2 separate regions of the Bos taurus genome follow, and region 2 is linked to region 1. The links are chromatin contacts, called in public Hi-C maps. All regions are on one chromosome and are shown on one strand. Each heading gives the region's core, a stretch centred on a gene start, on an enhancer-like site or on the middle of the called end of the contact. The rest is flanking DNA. Distances are from core to core; before and after follow the strand shown.

The links. A called contact is a pair of places that touch in the nucleus more often than the background predicts.
Region 2: a contact with region 1 is called in a Hi-C map of blastocyst, with 11 times the contacts expected there. The contact joins the promoter of MRM3 here to the promoter of NXN in region 1. A contact is called at or near these places in 5 of 11 Hi-C or Micro-C datasets (blastocyst, liver, skeletal muscle and 1 more).

Annotation. Positions count from the first base shown.
Region 1 is chr19:21,886,984-21,891,044 of ARS-UCD2.0, reverse strand. It overlaps NXN (nucleoredoxin), which reads right to left and starts at 1,887. Exons shown (of 8, transcript NM_001102136.1): 1 at 1,454-1,887. The coding sequence starts at 1,813. LOC132342970 (a long non-coding RNA gene) reads left to right here and starts at 1,963. Exons shown (of 2, transcript XR_009491591.1): 1 at 1,963-3,718; 2 at 3,914-4,028.
Region 2 is chr19:22,063,355-22,067,488 of ARS-UCD2.0, reverse strand. It overlaps MRM3 (mitochondrial rRNA methyltransferase 3), which reads left to right and starts at 2,461. Exons shown (of 4, transcript XM_002695710.6): 1 at 2,461-2,801; 2 at 3,054-3,298; 3 at 4,014-4,134. The coding sequence starts at 2,488. It overlaps GLOD4 (glyoxalase domain containing 4), which reads right to left and starts at 2,367. Exons shown (of 9, transcript NM_001101953.1): 1 at 2,272-2,367. The coding sequence starts at 2,361.

The sequences.
Region 1 (4,061 bases), core at 638-3,137:
CAAAAAAGGACTGGCTATTCATATCCCTGCCCTGTACCAAGCAGATAAGTCAAATATGGGCAAGATCATCTAAAAAGTGGTTAAAACGCAAAGTGTTGCCTCTGTGTGGTTTGTGAGTCCATGTTTTTCCAATGCTAAATTTACAAACTCTATTTGTTAAACTGTGTTTCATACTTTGAATACCAAGTCTGTACCTTACATTGCTTCTGTGGATGATTTACTTGAGACATTTGGGGCCACAGTATAAGCCTTTTACTCTCACTAAATCTAAATCATGCTTCTCAACAAGATTCTATAGGCATTAAAGAAACACATGGCATGCCCTTACCATCCTCCAGAGTGGAATCTAAACGCCCCCAGCAGAACCCTTCTGTCCACTCCATAAACAGAGATTCTCCTCAGGAAAGAACCCGGCTGGATTCACACGTTGCAGCAGGCATACTAATTAAGCAAGAGCGCTCCAAAACTTTTTCTGTTTCGATTCATGGCAAAATTTCCTGAATTCGTTTTATTAAAACAGACATCTTCATCCAACAGACACACTCAAAAATCCAAGCTAATTTCAGCAGCAAACCCGGGGGAGAGGAGGGAATGAGAAGTTGACAGAGGAGTGTAAATTTCCCCCATCCTCATTCTTCTGGTCAGTCTACACTTAAGGAATCGGTTCAGCGTTTAATTCGATGCCAAGACACCAGTGGCCCACCAACCAAGCCACTAACAGCCACATGGACGGGTCTGGTCCAGTGCCCGGGAGGTATCAGGGGGGATGGCTGGCTGGACAGCCAGACAATGAAAGGCTCCCTGATGGCCTCTAGTTTAGTCCGAGGGAGGGAAAAGGGGGAGCGAAGGGAGGGCAAGGGGAGACGACCAAGCTCCCTTCTCGCCCAAAGCCACGGTCAGCGCCCGACACCCCCACCCCAGGGCGCCGGGGGACCCGCCTTCGGCCACAGCAGGAGGTAGCCTCAGGAAAGCAGATTTCTCTCGTAAAGAGAGAAAACTTCCTGGTTCGGGCATTATGGGTAGGGGGCCGGCGCCCTCCCCCCCACCACAGGTAGCCGCGGGGAGTCGAGGGCTGAGGGAAGGAAGGGGCCCCCTCCCCGCGCCTCTGCCCGGGGCTGGGGGTCACCGAGTCGGAACCCCCCCCGACCGCAGCCACCCGCTACGGGAGGCTCCCAACATGGGGGGACCCGGCCCTCGACTCCCCAGGACTTGAGTCAGGGTCCCGGGGGCCGAGGGGTTTCAAACTTCCCCAGCGGGCGCGGCCTGGCATCGACACCGAGTTGCCGCCGCGGGAACCCCGAGCCGGCAGGGTTCCGGGACGCGGGGCGGGCAGAGGCAGGGGACGCTGAGGAGCAGGAGGGGAAGCGCGTGCACTATAGGAGGGGGCAGCGGGGGCGCCGGGGGCCGTGAGGACCGGCTCCCGGGAACGCGCGGCGAGGCCGGCGCCGCTCACCTTCCTGTGCTTTTCCTTGTAGGGTAGCGCCAGCCACGGCATGTCCCGCACGAAGTCCTGCCACTGCCGCTGGTCCTGATCCGAGGACACGAAGACGATCTCCAGGCGGCGCCGCGGCTCGGGCTCCGCCGACGCCCCGGCCCCCGGCCCCGGCCCCGGCCCGGCCGCTGCGTCCCCCCGCAGGCGGCCGTAGAAGGCGGCCAGGCTGGCGCTGAGCTGCGCGCAGGGGGCGCTCAGGCTGCAGCCGAAGTAGAGCCCGAGCAGCGAGATGCCGCGGGCGGCCAGCGAGTGCACGTCCACCTCCTCGCCGCCGCCAGTCACTAGCTTCTCGCCCAGCAGCTCCTCCAGGAATCCCGACATCCTGGCCCACCGCAGCCCGGGCTCGCGGGCACCCGGGCGGGCAGGCGGCGGCGACACCGCTCCCTCGGTCCGCGAGGCGGGCGGAGGCGGCAGCTGCGGCGGCGTCGGCGGGCACAGGCGGGAGGCGAGCCACGCCCACCCGCCACGCCCCTTCGCCACGCCACGCCCCCTTTGTAGCCGCGCTTGCCTCCCGAGCCCTCGCTGCGGGAGTGCGCGGTTTCTCCCGCCGCGTGGCCGAAGTGCTCCCGAGATAGCCCCGGCGAGAAGGCTGACCCGAGACTCTCCGGTCTGTCGGAAATGCCTGGGACCTAAATGAAGAAAACAGAAGGGGCCGCTGAGCCAGCCTTTCCGAAGCTGCAGTCCGCGCAGGGCCGGGCTTGGCCTCTCCCCTCCCTCCCATTTCCTCTTCGCTCCCTAATTCCAAATTCTCTCCGGAATTCTCCAGAGATTCCCACCCGAGTTCTCTTATCCCTCCTTGTTCTTCTTCCCTGCACTCTCTCTACCCACAGGCTATCCCGTTGGCCGTTTGTACCCCCACTGATCTCATAATACTTGTAGGACTTAACCGTCTTCACACAATGATAACTTGGTCCGGCTAGGTCTTGCTGATCTCTCTGTGTGTTTTGTGTTCTCTACCACAAGAGGCCGGAAGGACGCCACCTCTTATGTTTTTTGTGTAGCTTCTGATCCGGTGATGGGCACATGGGAGGGAATCTATAAGTACTTGTGGGTTGATCGCAGTCGCCGCGGTCATTCCTCACCAGCGAGTTGCTCTCTTCCATCTCCACAAATATAGGCAACAGATGCCGAAGCATCTCTAAATCGATGCTGGCTGCTCTCCTGAAACGGTTCCATAGCTTCTACCCAAGTCTGTTGATAGTTGAGAGAAATTCTATGGATTTTTCTTTTTTTTTTTTTTTTTGCCAGCTGGCGAGATGCTGCCCTATGCTTAAACTGAACCTGGATTAAACAGGTGGTCTGTGGCAAGTCTTCCGGCCTCCCCCAACACATACACGAAAAAAGAAAAATACCATGCCCACTCGCAACAGAGGAACAAGAGCGTGCCAGCTCAGCTACCAACAACCCAGTGAAAGAAAAGAACACCCCTCTCACCGCCCTCCACCAGCCCTTTGCAAGTTATTTCTTGGGCATCCACCGCCATCTAGTGGAAAGAGCAAGAAAAGACAACGGGATACCAGCAACCAAGCAGAATATTTGTATTTTATAGCTGCTTTCCACACACACACACACACACACACACACACACACACACACACACACACACACACACACACACCATAACCCGCTTTACAAGAGTTCATTTAAACCTCATAATATAACCACAAGCTTTTTGGCACAAACATAAATTTTCATGCCTAAGGTTCCCAGTTTTTCTGGAATAGTACAAGAAATTGTACTGGTTCTCAGCTCAGTGAAATGTTACCACAGAAACTGGTGAAAGAGGCGGAGGTAGACACCACGGGTGGACTGGGAATCTCTTGAATGATAGCCACTTTCTCAGTATCCACCTAACACTGCTGCTCATTTCATAAGTAGGCTCTTTGGGTTGAGGATTGCCTTTAGGCAGGCAAGAACCCTATGACAAAGGCGAATTCCGAGTTCATTCTGAGAGTCCTGGCAAAATTCTGTGTGACTGCAGAGACAATATTATTACCAACACATGGAAAGCATCACTTTTTAGTGAAAACATATAAAAGCCATTAACATAACAGACATTAATTTATTAGATATCTTTTTAAAATTCTGGAAGTGGGTTAAAATGTTTTCTTTTCTCATCCAAATCATATAGTTGAAATGCCTGTGGATGGGTTGCATCAGGTGCGATCCAAAGCATGTAAGACAGACTCCTATACCCTGATGCTTTCAAGTGAACGCTGAAGAGATGTAAGAGGACCATAGCATCTTATTGATGCCTAGAGACAAAGTATTTGTTGTGGAGGGAGGTGAGGAGGGAATTCGGGGGATTGCAAATTGGGGGAAATAGTGAAGTCATTATTACAGTACTTAACTCTGGTATACTAGGTGCAAGTCTGTATAAAGAGGTGGTTTGTTCAGCATTTTCCTTTTATTATTTTACAGGAAAGCACTTTCCACTGGAGTGTGTCCAAACCAGCATCTGGCACCTGGGAAAGTGAGAGTTTGAACATACTGTGCATGAAATATAAATAAAATTTAGAGAATTGTTGGTGCAGCAGGCCCTGGTTACATGCCAAATATTGCAGCTGCC
Region 2 (4,134 bases), core at 1,212-3,711, 180 kb before region 1:
CAAGAAACACAAAGTTCTCTCCCTCCCCACTTTTCCTTTGATTATAAAACTGTAGCCCACTGAGTTCTTGGGGCACGGTATCCCTTCCCTGCCTGCTTGTAAACTTCACAAGCATCCTATTCTAATAAATTGCTTCTTATCTATCACTTTGCCTCTGGTTGAATTCTTCCTGCATAGAGACATAAAGGACTAGGGTACTGGGAGCTCATTGGAGCACCCCGAAATGACATCAAATGGTTTCAGTTGCATAACTCTGAGAACAACATATTAGGGTCTGAGTCTAATATCTTATGAAAATAGATAATTTATTAAAGCATTTGACACAGAGCCTACTACACAGTATGATCTCAATGTGTCAGTTTCCATTTTCCTTTTTGAGCCCTACAGCTACTGCTGCAGTTCAAGCTCTCATCACACCTCTCACAGACTACTGGAAATCATCCTTATTGATCTTTCCTTAAAGCCACCATAAAATTAAGCCCCTAAAGCACAGCTCTCATCACATCACTGCCCTGTTCCAAAATGTAAGAGAGCTCCCCATTTACTATGACATAAAATCCAAATTCCTTAGCATATTATTCAAGATACTATAAGAAGCAGTTCCAAGCTATTTGTCCTGGTATCCCATCTCCTCAACTTCAACTAAGTAATCTAAGCTAAAGGCACATAAATCTAGTTACGTTTCCCAAACATATCTTACTTGTGCATTAGCTGTTCAGATCTATAATCTAGGTCTGTGGAAATCCTATCTTTAGGGGTCAACTCAAGTACAAGGTCTCTATGAATTATTTCCTGAGGACCCAGGTCAGAGTTAAATCTCTCCTCTTGTACTTTTATAATAATGATAGCTAATACTTACATAATACAAACCACATGTCAAATACTACATATATAATAACACTTAATCTTTACAACCACCCTTTAATCAATGAGGAAACACTTTAAGGGAGAGTTTTGTGGTTTTCTATCACCACATTTTAACTTCCATTACCATCTGCAAAGTACAAATACAATTCCCACCAAACCAGGATCTTAACTGAGGACAGATAACAGGGTCATTTTCATCTTTGTCACCAAAGCCCAAAACAGAACCATGAAATAGGTGATATTCTTTAAATGATTGATGAATTTAGGTAATTCCCTTTGTACTCTGCAGTGTCTCTACATTAAGTCTTACTCTTGCACATTGTAAACAATGTTGCCTGCAATTCCATTTCAACAAGGATCAAACCATCAGCTAATGCAGTTGCTGACCAACAGCACACCCTGAGGGGAATTCAGGATGGAAAAATAACAAGAAGCATTCTCTGCTTTTGGATTCTGGTCCTAGACATTTAAGATACATTTCTAAGGAAAAATTTCAAGGTACTCAGAACCCATCTTGCCACGCACAGAAAAGCACTAAAACCATTAACTTGAGCTGCCTATTTCTGTGCTTAGTAGTAATCTTTTGATGTTCCTACATGGTTTTGGGTTCTTCCCCATCTTCAAGCAAAAATCTCATATACCTTCTAGCTCCTCCCTTGCCTCTTCAGATCAGTTCCTCAGAGCTATCGAGAGGCTGTCTTCCACACTAGAGTCCTTAGGAAGGTCCCCAAATAAAAATTAACTCAAAAATCTTAGGTTGTTAATTTTTCCTTCAGTTGACAACATCTAAAGTCCCTCCGTAGCAGGAGCCTTCCAACAGCTTCCACCTGTGCTTGCCACCCAGGTGATCTCTGCAGAATCACAGCTGGGGAGATGCCACTTCTAGGTGTTGGAAAGGAGAATGGATTCTGATTTCACACTTCTGAGACAAGCTGGATCGTTCACCTAGACAGAGTGAGTGATCCATTCAAACCAGCCCCAAGAAAAGTAGAGCTCTGAATTATGCTGGTATCTAAAACCAAAAGGCTCCAAATCAGAAGAGTCATTGTTTACTGGAAGAGTATTACGTAACCTTTTATTTACTATCTTTCTCACAGACTGGAAACTTCGCAAAGACAGGAATAAACATTCGTTAAACAACTTAAACTGAAAGGACCTGTGTGCGCACACAGTCGGCAACTAGTAAGTGTGAGCCCCCTTTCAAAGTCCATCTAACCCAAGCCGCAATTCGTGATGCTTCCTGAACCTGAAAACCACAGAGTTAATGGGAAGTCCTGGGGCTAAGGTCCGACACCCGAATTCGCAGTGAAATTCACATCGCACCCGTTTCTCCTCCCTCGGCCAGGTGGGGTTCAGTCACTCGCACCCCCCTCGAGCTCCAGCCCCTCTCCGCCCCGCCTGCACCTTCATCCCCAGGACATCGCGATAGAAACACGCCGTCTCGAAGCGGTTTCCCACTTTGAACACGAAGTGCAGAGCTCTGCGATTCGCCATGACCACCTACACTACCACCGGTCACGCGTACGGCGGCGCACAAACCACAGCTGACGCCGGCGCGCTAGTGACGTCACTGGCCGCCGCCGGCGCGCCTTCGTGACGCGACCCACGGGGCGGGGGAAGATGGCGGCGCTAGTGAAGCGCGTGGGATTGGGTACGCGACCTTTGCTGCCGGTGGTGCAGGCTTGGGACCTCGATGCGCGGCGCTGGGTCCGGGCACTGCGGCGGAGCCCCGTGAAAGTGCTGTTTCCATCTGGTGAGGTTGTGGAACGGAAGCTCGATCCCGGGAAACAGCCTCGGAAGGCAGCGGCAGAGGCCAGTCCCCGGGAGCAGCGACAGAAGCAGCAGATTCAGGGGCCAGCATCCCAGACGCCCAGCACCTGGGAAGAGTCGGGGCTTCGCTATGATAAGGCTTTCCCTGGAGACAAAAGGCTAAGGTGATGTGTCCCCGAGGCTTGTCGAGTTTTCTCGTTTCTCCTCCCTCCTCATGGCGAGAGCTTGACCTCTTTCCCTTGCGTTCTCTTGGAGCACACCTCTCTGGTTTTTATTGTGCACAGAGGGCAGAATAAGTGTCTTTCTAACAGTTCGTTTGTTTCTTTCACTACGAAGCTCTTCATGTCTGCTAGAACTCGATGTGTGTCCGTAATGAGGATGTTGGTAATTACCCATCTTTTTGTTTCCACCCACAGCAGTGTGATGACCATAGTTAAGTCCAGGCCATTTCGAGAAAAGCAGGGGAAGATCCTGCTGGAAGGTCGTAGGCTGATTGCAGACGCTCTCAAGGCTGGTGCTGTGCCCCAAATTTTCTTCTTCAGCCGTCTGGAATACATAAAAGAGCTGCCCATTGAAAAGCTGAAAGGTGTTAGCCTCATTAAGGTGAAATTTGAGGATATCAAGGATTGGTCCGACCTGGTAACACCACAGGGAATAATGGGTCAGTGGTTGTTCACTGTGTCTGTAGAAGGGGAGGCTTGGGATCATTTGTTCATACTTGTCTCAGGGCAACAAATTTAAATGAAATTCACAATATTACTGGGCCTAACCTTTTCTTACAACACAGTTTTCAAATCTGTGAATCTTGTATTTTAAGTGGAAACTGAAGCCAGTTGTCTGTCATCATTTGTATTGTGAGTTTTTATAGTCTGCAGGGAGTAATCACTCCTCCTCAGACCTTATGTTTTGGGAGTCACTTCAACCTTTAATGTTCATTTAAAACTTAAGAAAATGTTGGGAATTCTCTGGCAGTCCAGTGGTTAGGACTTGGTGCTTTCACTGCCTGTGGGCCCAGGTTCAATCCCTGGTGGGAGAACTAAGATCCTGCAAGCCACTTAAGCCTGGCCAAAAAAAAAAAAAGGAAACTAGATCACAGAATAATTACATAGAGTGTGATTTTACTATAAAAGAAAAAGCACTTATATATGGGTAGATGGACATACATGTAGGGAAGTGCATGGAAGAAGTTCTGAAAGGATACATTCCACTATTGAAAGCAGTTATGAGGGAGTTGGCGGGGGGCACACTGAATTTATTCCATCAGAATGTTTACATGTATGTAATTACAAATACACCAAGAGTGGTAAATAACCAAAACGTCAAATTACTCCCCATACCCACATCAGACAAATGAATCACATTTCTTGTTTCCTCAGGGATTTTTGCCAAACCTGACCATGTTAAGATGACATACCCTGAGACTCAGCTTCGCCACACACTGCCCATATCGTTGATTTGTGACAATCTCCGTGACCCTGGGAACCTGGGGACAATTCT